2 separate regions of the Cricetulus griseus genome follow, and region 1 is linked to region 2. The links are chromatin contacts, called in public Micro-C maps. All regions are on one chromosome and are shown on one strand. The core of a region is the stretch at or near the end of the contact, and the rest is flanking DNA. Distances in the headings are between cores, read along the strand shown. Region 1 overlaps Pxdc1 (PX domain-containing protein 1). Region 2 overlaps Slc22a23 (solute carrier family 22 member 23).

Region 1 (3,870 bases), core at 106-2,605, 430 kb after region 2:
GAAGTCTTCCTTCCCTTGATTGTCTGCCAGTGAAACAGTGAGTGAGATACAGGGAGCTGTCTTTAAGTCTGGGTGGTGATGGCCACTCTGGCCTCCCTGCCCCCCCAGACGTCTTGCTCACCTTACATGGCATGCTGATAACAGTCTCCAGCAGCTTCTCGACCTCATTGAGCCTGGTCTCTATGTCATGTGCTTCCTTGATGGCAAGCAGTCCTAGAGCAGAGACAGAAACATCCAGGTCAGAGAGGCGAGCAGCCTATGATGACATAGGTAACACATACACAACAGGTATCCCACGCTAAGGACTCCACCACGATGTCATCTGCCACAGCAAAATGTCCTATTCCTAAAATATATATGTCTCAATGTCTGCCATGGATTCTTGAACCACACATAGAGCCAGACCCAAAATGATAAACATTTTCTTCCATAATTCAGCCCAAATCAAATGCCATGGCCATAGCTGTAGCTTCCGCAGTCTGAAGTGAGATTGGAAAACTGCCATGAATTTCACCTCCACAGTTTCACAGACAGACAATGCCCTCTACGGTAGATCTTAGCCACCTCTGCCTGCATTGGTGGGGTTTGCTTTTGGCTTTGGTCTCCTTATTCAGGTGAGATTATTCACCTCTTCTCTTGAAGAGGGGCTCCTTAGCTTCTCTTTGCGTGCCCCTCTGGCCAGCATCACTACTTCCCCACTTTATGACCGGCACTAAGCAAAGCAGGGGTCCTAGGACCCTGAGCACTGAGACAACGAGACAGCTGCTATGGCTGGCGGTGGGATGGCATACACATCGTGAAGACAAGAGACAAAGGAACCATTCTCATCTCAGGAGAGGCAGGGTGAGGTGGCTTAACAATTCATCATGCTACCCAGAATGGCAAGCAAACTGAAACTTAGGAATTACTTGTTTTGTAAACTTTCGCTTAAAAGAACAGAAAGGCAAGGCTGAGATAAAGGAGACTCGGCACTCACTCAGCCTGTGTGTGTGCCAAGTGCTAACCTGTGAGGCCTGTGCTACCCCTGCCCTGCGAAGCACCATCGACGGTGTATGACTCTGCTGTAAGTGAAGGCACACATCCAAAAATGACAATGGAAGGAGGACAGCCCTGCAGTGGGACATTCTGGGGCCATGCCACTAATACCGGGACACAGCCAGAGACCCCTCAGTTGCCATCAATATGATGACTGAACAAGGGGTGTGTGGCCCAGGACCTACCAGCCCTGATGACATAGGCAAGGACTCACTCTGCCAGTGACAGTTGCCCACACCGCAAGGTCTGTATGAATGGAGTCCATATTTAGTCATCTAAATGCAATGGGTAAAAAGACCTCAGAGAAAGCCCATGTGGGCATGAGTCATGGCCCTCTCCAGGAACCCAAGCACCAGTGCTTGTTATAGGCACCACAGAGTGGTTACCACAGGCTCTGACTGGCTGTTGGGCCATGCAGTATTTTATTTTTAAAATCTTATGGCTTAAGGCCATACTTGGGAGATGAGAAGTTTTCTCTGTCTCCCATGAACAATACAAATATAAGACTTCCCACTTTAGCTTCTCTCACCAGCTTTCAATGGATGGAATTATGACTCCTTTGTATACTAGCTTTGTCCAAGGCTCTGTATGGCCAGAATGGCACAATCCCCAGGATCTGCAACAGAACCCCAAAGACCCAGATCCCAGAACTATGGTCAGTCCCCAAAAGTTTCTCTCAGGTTCTTGTCTGGCTTTGTTCACAAAAGGCAAAGTGTTAAGGTTTTAAGTAACTGACCACCTGGATCAACAAACACGATCAAAGTAATTTCTAAAAACAAGCTGAAATTAGGAGGCACCAGAACACACCGTTCCTGAGAGCTCCTACCCGAGAGTCCCCAGATGTAATGAGAGGACATTTCTAAAAGGCTAACCTAGGCTACCCCTAATGTCCACACCAGTGCCTCCTTCATCTGGCCCTCCAGGTGAGCAAGTACCCCTGCTTGTTGATAGCACTTTTTGATCCCGTCCCTTCTTCCTCCCTCTCCCCCTCCTCAGCCATGGAATGTGCAAAACCCAGAGGTGACAGAGCGGGTTGTGACTGCTCCACTGGAAAAACCTCAGGCTTCATATACACTGCCCACATTCAAGGACAACACCCTAGCCATCCCTAGAGGAAGGAACTCAGCCATTCCCTCCCTCTCTTCCCAAGCCCCACCCTAACCCTGTCTGTTGAAGAAAGGAAAAGCAAAGCAAAGCAGAAAACATCAGAGTGCCAGAGTTCCTGAATGTCTGCCCAAAGCCCTGAGCTGTTCAAAGAGAGAAATAGTCATATGTGGCATGATGGTGTGTTTGGGGGACCATGTGACATGAATGACAGTGGTCTATAAGAGATATCACCTAGAAACAGCACAGCTGGCTCAGCTGGTGTAAACATACTCATGGTGTCCACACAATGAGAGAAGTCAAAGGCTCCTTTCTCCTTTCTCTCTGTCATTAAGAGGGCGTGGCTGCATGCATACATGAGGATGAGGATGCAAGAGGGTGTGCCTGTGTGCACACCCAAGGATGAGGATGCAGGACTCTTCTTTGTACTAGCCCACTTTGAACATCCTTCCTTGCTACAGAGTAGTCTGCAGAGGACAGAGCCAAGTCAAAACTCCTTGGAAAGTGTAAAGAAGAAAAAAGAAAATCATATAACAGTCCCAGAGAAGGCTGCTTCCTTCAAAGAAGTAAAGCTGTCTTCCGGTTTCCCAGAACTACAGTCCTAGATGGGAGTCCATCACGCTGACACAGCAACTACTTTTATTCTCTGAAAGCGTGGTCCATAGGAAACCATCTTCCTGTACAGCCAGTGTGCAGCTGGTGTGAAGCCAATCTACACCACTTCACGAGGTAGAAGCATCTGTCTGGGTTCTCAATGAAGGAGCTTTGATTGTGGATCATTAGCTGTGATGACAGAACCCTGGTTACATCTTTGTTTCTCTTAGTTGGGTTTACACCTGCCAATGGAGAGGTAAATACACTCTGCTCTAGCCAGTGTAGTGGTTTGAAAGAGAATGTCCCCAGATAGGCTCAGAATGTTTGAACACTCAGTTAGTGAAACTGGGGAGGTCTAGTAGGTGTGGCCTTGTTGGAGGAAGTATGTCACCAGAGACAAGCTTTGACTGTTTAAGAACCCACGCCATGTTTAGTTCTCTCTCTTCTTGCTTACGGTTCAAAATGTGAGCTCTCAGCTCCGGACCCCTGCTGCATGCCCACTGCTCGCTGCCATGCTATCCCAGCCATTTTGGACTCTGGCGCTATAAGCACACATAAGCTCCTCCTTCCGTGAGTTGCCTTGGTCAGTATTTTAGCACAGCAAAATCATCTATATAAATCAGTATTTCAGGACAGTCAGATTTCACAAGGAAAAAATAGAACATCCAGTGAACTGTAAATTCCAGATAAACAAGAAACACAATAGTAAAGGCTGATCTACTGAAAATACTGTTTGCTGTCTGTCTCATGTTCAACATGAACTTCATGCCCTGCCATGACCAGGCTGCAGTAGAGAAAAGCAAGGGTACCCCTCAGGCCTCTAGAAACAGCATTAGCATATTGACCCTGCTATTTCTCACAGCTGTGGGACAACACTGAGAAACAGGCCCCGTTGGCCAACAAGTCTCCAATGCCCATGGTGCAGCCTCTGGCACAGTCAAAGGCACAGTGGCATTCAGACTACAAAGCCCATCAGGTTTGGTTGTATCTGCTTCCTTGGTCCAGTCTTTATGCTTCTGAATGAAAGCCACATGGTGTTCTTAGGAAATACAAGAGTGCTCGAGACGGGAACAGGGAAACATCAGAATGGGGAAGGGAAGACTGTGGGACACTCCCACACAAGCTCTGATATAACAG
Region 2 (3,987 bases), core at 413-2,912:
CAGGGCTGTGTTCATGCTCAGCACATGCCGTGCCATTGAGCCACACTCTGGTGCATCATTTCCTTAAACAAATGCTGTCTGTTTGTGGGGATGGACAGTAATTCTGTCTCTCTGTGATGCCTTGTCTTGAAGCAACATCAGGGCAGAAGACAGACATGGGGACCCTGCTCAGAGGGAAGAGTCTCAAGGCCAATCTGATGCACACCATCTGGACCAGAGTAAAGAGATAGGGCCGCCTGAGTAGAGGCAAGCAGTAGTTAGTAGATACAAAAGCAGGGAGAGTGCATGGGGCAAGGACAAAAGTCCATCACCAGAACTCCATGGACTGGTGAGGAATTATGCAGACTGTCAGCTCGTCAGGATCGCCTGCCCATTCTCTTCCCTTTGTCCTGTTGTTGTGAAGAAAGGAAGCCACTGTAGGCTGCAGGAGCTTCTACCTTCAGCTTCTAGATAACAGTGGGAAGAAAAGGTGATCCACCATAATAAAAGTCACTGGTTATTTCTAGATCATGTTTGAATGCCCAAGTCACTTCTGTCCAAGATGGAGAGAAACTGGGGAGAAAGGATGGAAACCGGTTTTTCCTAGCCCGTCTTCAACTCACCTAATGCCCAGAGCCTAGGAAACAAATCTCAGAAGCTGCTGCCTGGCTAGAGGTAAGCACAGTGGTCTGGAGGCTAAGTGGCTCCCCGCTATAGACCAAATCAAATCTTATTTCCATCCTGTGCGTAGGTGTTAGTATTCAGGCATCTGTACTGGCCTGTCCTTGGGGTTCTGACGGGATACACCCTCAGCTGCAGCCACTAAGAGCACCTCCTATGCACATTCACTATGTTCCCCTTTTAAAAGGGCCCTGACCACCTTCCATCCTTCTCTCTCTCTTCCTTTCCCTCTCCCTCTTTCCTCTCTCCTACTGCTCCTGTCTCCAGAGGCCAGTCTCCTCCCTTCCCTTTCCCCTTCTTATGATCCCTTTCCCTAATTAAAAAAAACCCTCTGCATGAACCCTGTTGCATGGTGTCTGCCTTTTAAATTTTCTTAAATTACAACAGTGGGTGGTATGGAAGTTGCATGTTTACCCAGTGACTCTCATGAGAATTCTTCATTGGCGTATTTGCAAGGAAAAGCTGCAAAAAACACTGGTGGGAAGAGTTCCCAGAGACTCTTTCAGCCTGGCTAGGAACTGGACTCAGTTTCCTTTTGCCATCTGCAGGTACAAAACATCACCCAGGGCCAAATATTTTTCTTGTTTGTCATCTTGGCAAGCTGAACATTAGGATGTATTTGTTCAATTTCTATCCCCAAATAATTTTTCCAGATTTGTATCAAAGAGGAAAAGGATACCACATTTCTTTCATTCTCACCTGCTAAGCACACTGACAAGGAGGCCAGAATTAAGGGGTGTCTTCCCCAGACAAGTACAGAGAGTCATGCAATGGCTGCCAGTGGCTACCAGAAACCCGGGACTAGTGGAGACTTGTGTTCTATCTGAGAGATTATCTTTCTGGATTCTTTTATAAAGGATGGGATTTAGCTAGGCGGGGAAAGAGTAAGTTGCTGTGTGCCTTCGGTGTTTCACAACTGCAAGCGCAAAACAAGCCTCTGGTCCATCTGCCTTTGACTCATGCAGAAGGCAGGAACTAGAGGGCTTACTAGCTGCCTAATTGCTTTTCCCTAAATATACAATGACTAGGTATTTTATTACAGGAACCAATAGCCAGCAGCCTCAGCTTGTATTATAAAAATCCAAGAGAGTGAGTCAAAATGAGGTCATGAGAAAATTCTGTTGTCAGCAAGGAGGTAAGTCCACAGTCCTGTCTACCTGCTCCCCGAGCTGGAGCCGTCCCAGCACCGGAGGGCCTGAAATAATTAGTCTCTCGGAGTCCCATCTGAATGTAACGCCTGCCTGCTTGTTCTTCTGAAGGGTGTTATCGTGCTGACTTCTGGGTTTCAGCTCACAGCTGAATAACAACTGCCCCCTCACAATTTCAAAAGAGCATGTGTGTGAGAAATGCTAATGCAATTCTAATAAGGAGCTCCGTGTGATCCATGCACGCCCTGCAGTACAAGCCTGCAGCACAAGCCCTGCAGGGGGAATAAGTGGCAGCTGCAGTGAAGTCGCTTACTGAGAATGCTTTGGGATTTGTACCTTTGAATTAGGAATATTTGCATACACAACTTGAGCTATCTTGGAGTAGGGAATCCCAGCCTAAACACAGATTCGTTTATGTCTCCCATATGCTTTGTGGAGCCTGAGGGTCATTTTATACAATATTTAAAACAATTTTGTCCACTAAACAGAAGTTTATGGACAAATGCTGTTTGTCCCATTGACATTTTTTTTTTCTTCTGCCACATCAAAACAAAAAAACAGTGTTGGGTTGGGAATGTTTTAGATGTCAGGTTTTGGGCTTCAGTAGTGTTCACCCTGTGTTAGGAGGAAGGTGTCTGGTAGAGGGGACTCAGTTAGGTGATGCTCTTTCAAATATCCCCCAATTTTATTATACTACAGTCCCAGTGGGATCAAATGCACCACTACCCAGGTACAGTAATCCCACTTTACAAACAAACACTTAGGACCTCTTATGAGGGAAAGACAAACTTTTCTCAGACCTGGATCTGCACGGCCTTACTTACCTACCTAGCCTAATGCTGGCAAAGTATTAGGCCCTTGATTTCTTTCTTAACTAAGTCATTGATATAATTTTGGATTAGTGATTAGGTTCTCAGGCCAGGAAGAAAAAAAGTTCTATCTAACAGTTTTCTAATTTGTTCATATATATGGCCTAGTCTGACCTTGGATTCTCTGATTCTTTGGCTTCCTCCTCCCAAGTGCTGGGATTGCAGGCATGCAAAACTAAAACCAGTTTACGGGGCGCTGGGGATTGAACCCAGGGCTTTGCTCATGCTAGGCAAACACCTCAGCTACATCCCCAGTCCTCATCTTTTTGCTGAGATGGGGTCTTGCTGTGTTGATCATGTTGGCTTGGAAGTCTCTACCCTCCTACTGCAGCCTCCTGAGAATCTAGGATTACAGGTGGGATGTACCTACCTTCTCTTTTGTCTGAAATAGCTTGGTCCTGAGTCAGTCAGTGGACAGCGCTTTTTACCACAATTCAGCAAAAGTGATTTACTTATTACTCCCCTTTCTATTTCTTGTCATGTTTCCTGTACCTTAAACAGTTCCTTGTCTCCCCTGGTAACTGTCATGATGGGACCTAGGGTTGAGTTCCCACCTGACCCTGAGAGTCAGGGTGAAGCAGATCATCAGACAGTGAGTCAGGCAGGCAACATGCCCTGCACTCCACCACACCCTGGTCCAGAGGCCTAGGTGGGGCAGAACTGATGACAGTTCTTACACACAGGCTGCTCTAGACATGGACCAATCTTGAGTTCTGAGAAGAAAGTCCTGCATTATCCCATCACCCACCTTATCACTGTGGGGGTGATCTCTGCACAGAAGAACACGCTGAGGCTCCCCACTGCATGGGATGCAAACATGCCCACGATGGAAAATGCGATGGAGAACTTGTCCTTGACGCTGTCACTCATCCCTGGGTAAGAATCCAAAGAAGGAGGCCATGAGGTAGGAGAGAAGGGAAGAGAACAGAAGCCAGACAAGGGGTGAACTGGGGTGAGGATTGGGGAAGGGAAGCCTGGGATAGCCCAGGAGCTCCCTCCTCCCCAATACCCAGTTTGTGGTACAGTTGGGCATGCAGTGACCTCTGGGTGGGCAGTCCTCTAGGCTTAGGAACCTGGAGCCCTTTAAACATTCTGCTGTTGGCCTCTGTAAGTCTCTTGGGCACCAAGCATGCTGAGCTCACAGTGGCCTGTAGAATTCCTCATCCAGAGGCTGTGCCAGGCAGAAGGCAGTCTGGGGGGTGGGGCCTGATGCCACAGTGGCATACCATCTGCCCTAGATTCCAGACGACAATCTCAGGGTTGACCCACCCAATCCAGAGTCAATGTTGATTTAAGGGTACAAAACCACA

What was found. Hi-C and Micro-C count contacts between places; a contact is called where the count stands out from the background.
Region 1: a Micro-C map of the CHO-K1 cell line shows a contact between it and region 2, with 10 times the contacts expected there. The contact joins two enhancer-like sites. A contact is called at or near these places in 7 of 8 Hi-C or Micro-C datasets (the CHK-Q cell line, the CHL-YN cell line, the CHO-K1 cell line and 3 more).

What each region holds. Positions count from the first base shown.
Region 1 is chr3:254,436,001-254,439,870 of CriGri-PICRH-1.0, forward strand. Pxdc1 (PX domain-containing protein 1) reads right to left here. Exons shown (of 5, transcript XM_027409265.2): 2 at 122-213. Among named protein-coding and RNA genes, the nearest start is that of Pxdc1, 13 kb to the right of the region's middle. Within about 2 kb of position 1,356, at least 3 of the 6 cell types and tissues checked have open chromatin away from gene starts, as enhancers often do. A contact at or near this core is called in the CHO-K1 cell line, where this site is marked.
Region 2 is chr3:254,010,394-254,014,380 of CriGri-PICRH-1.0, forward strand. It overlaps Slc22a23 (solute carrier family 22 member 23), which reads right to left. Exons shown (of 10, transcript XM_035442910.1): 9 at 3,426-3,549. Among named protein-coding and RNA genes, the nearest start is that of Psmg4, 21 kb to the left of the region's middle. Within about 2 kb of position 1,663, at least 2 of the 6 cell types and tissues checked have open chromatin away from gene starts, as enhancers often do. A contact at or near this core is called in the CHO-K1 cell line, where this site is marked.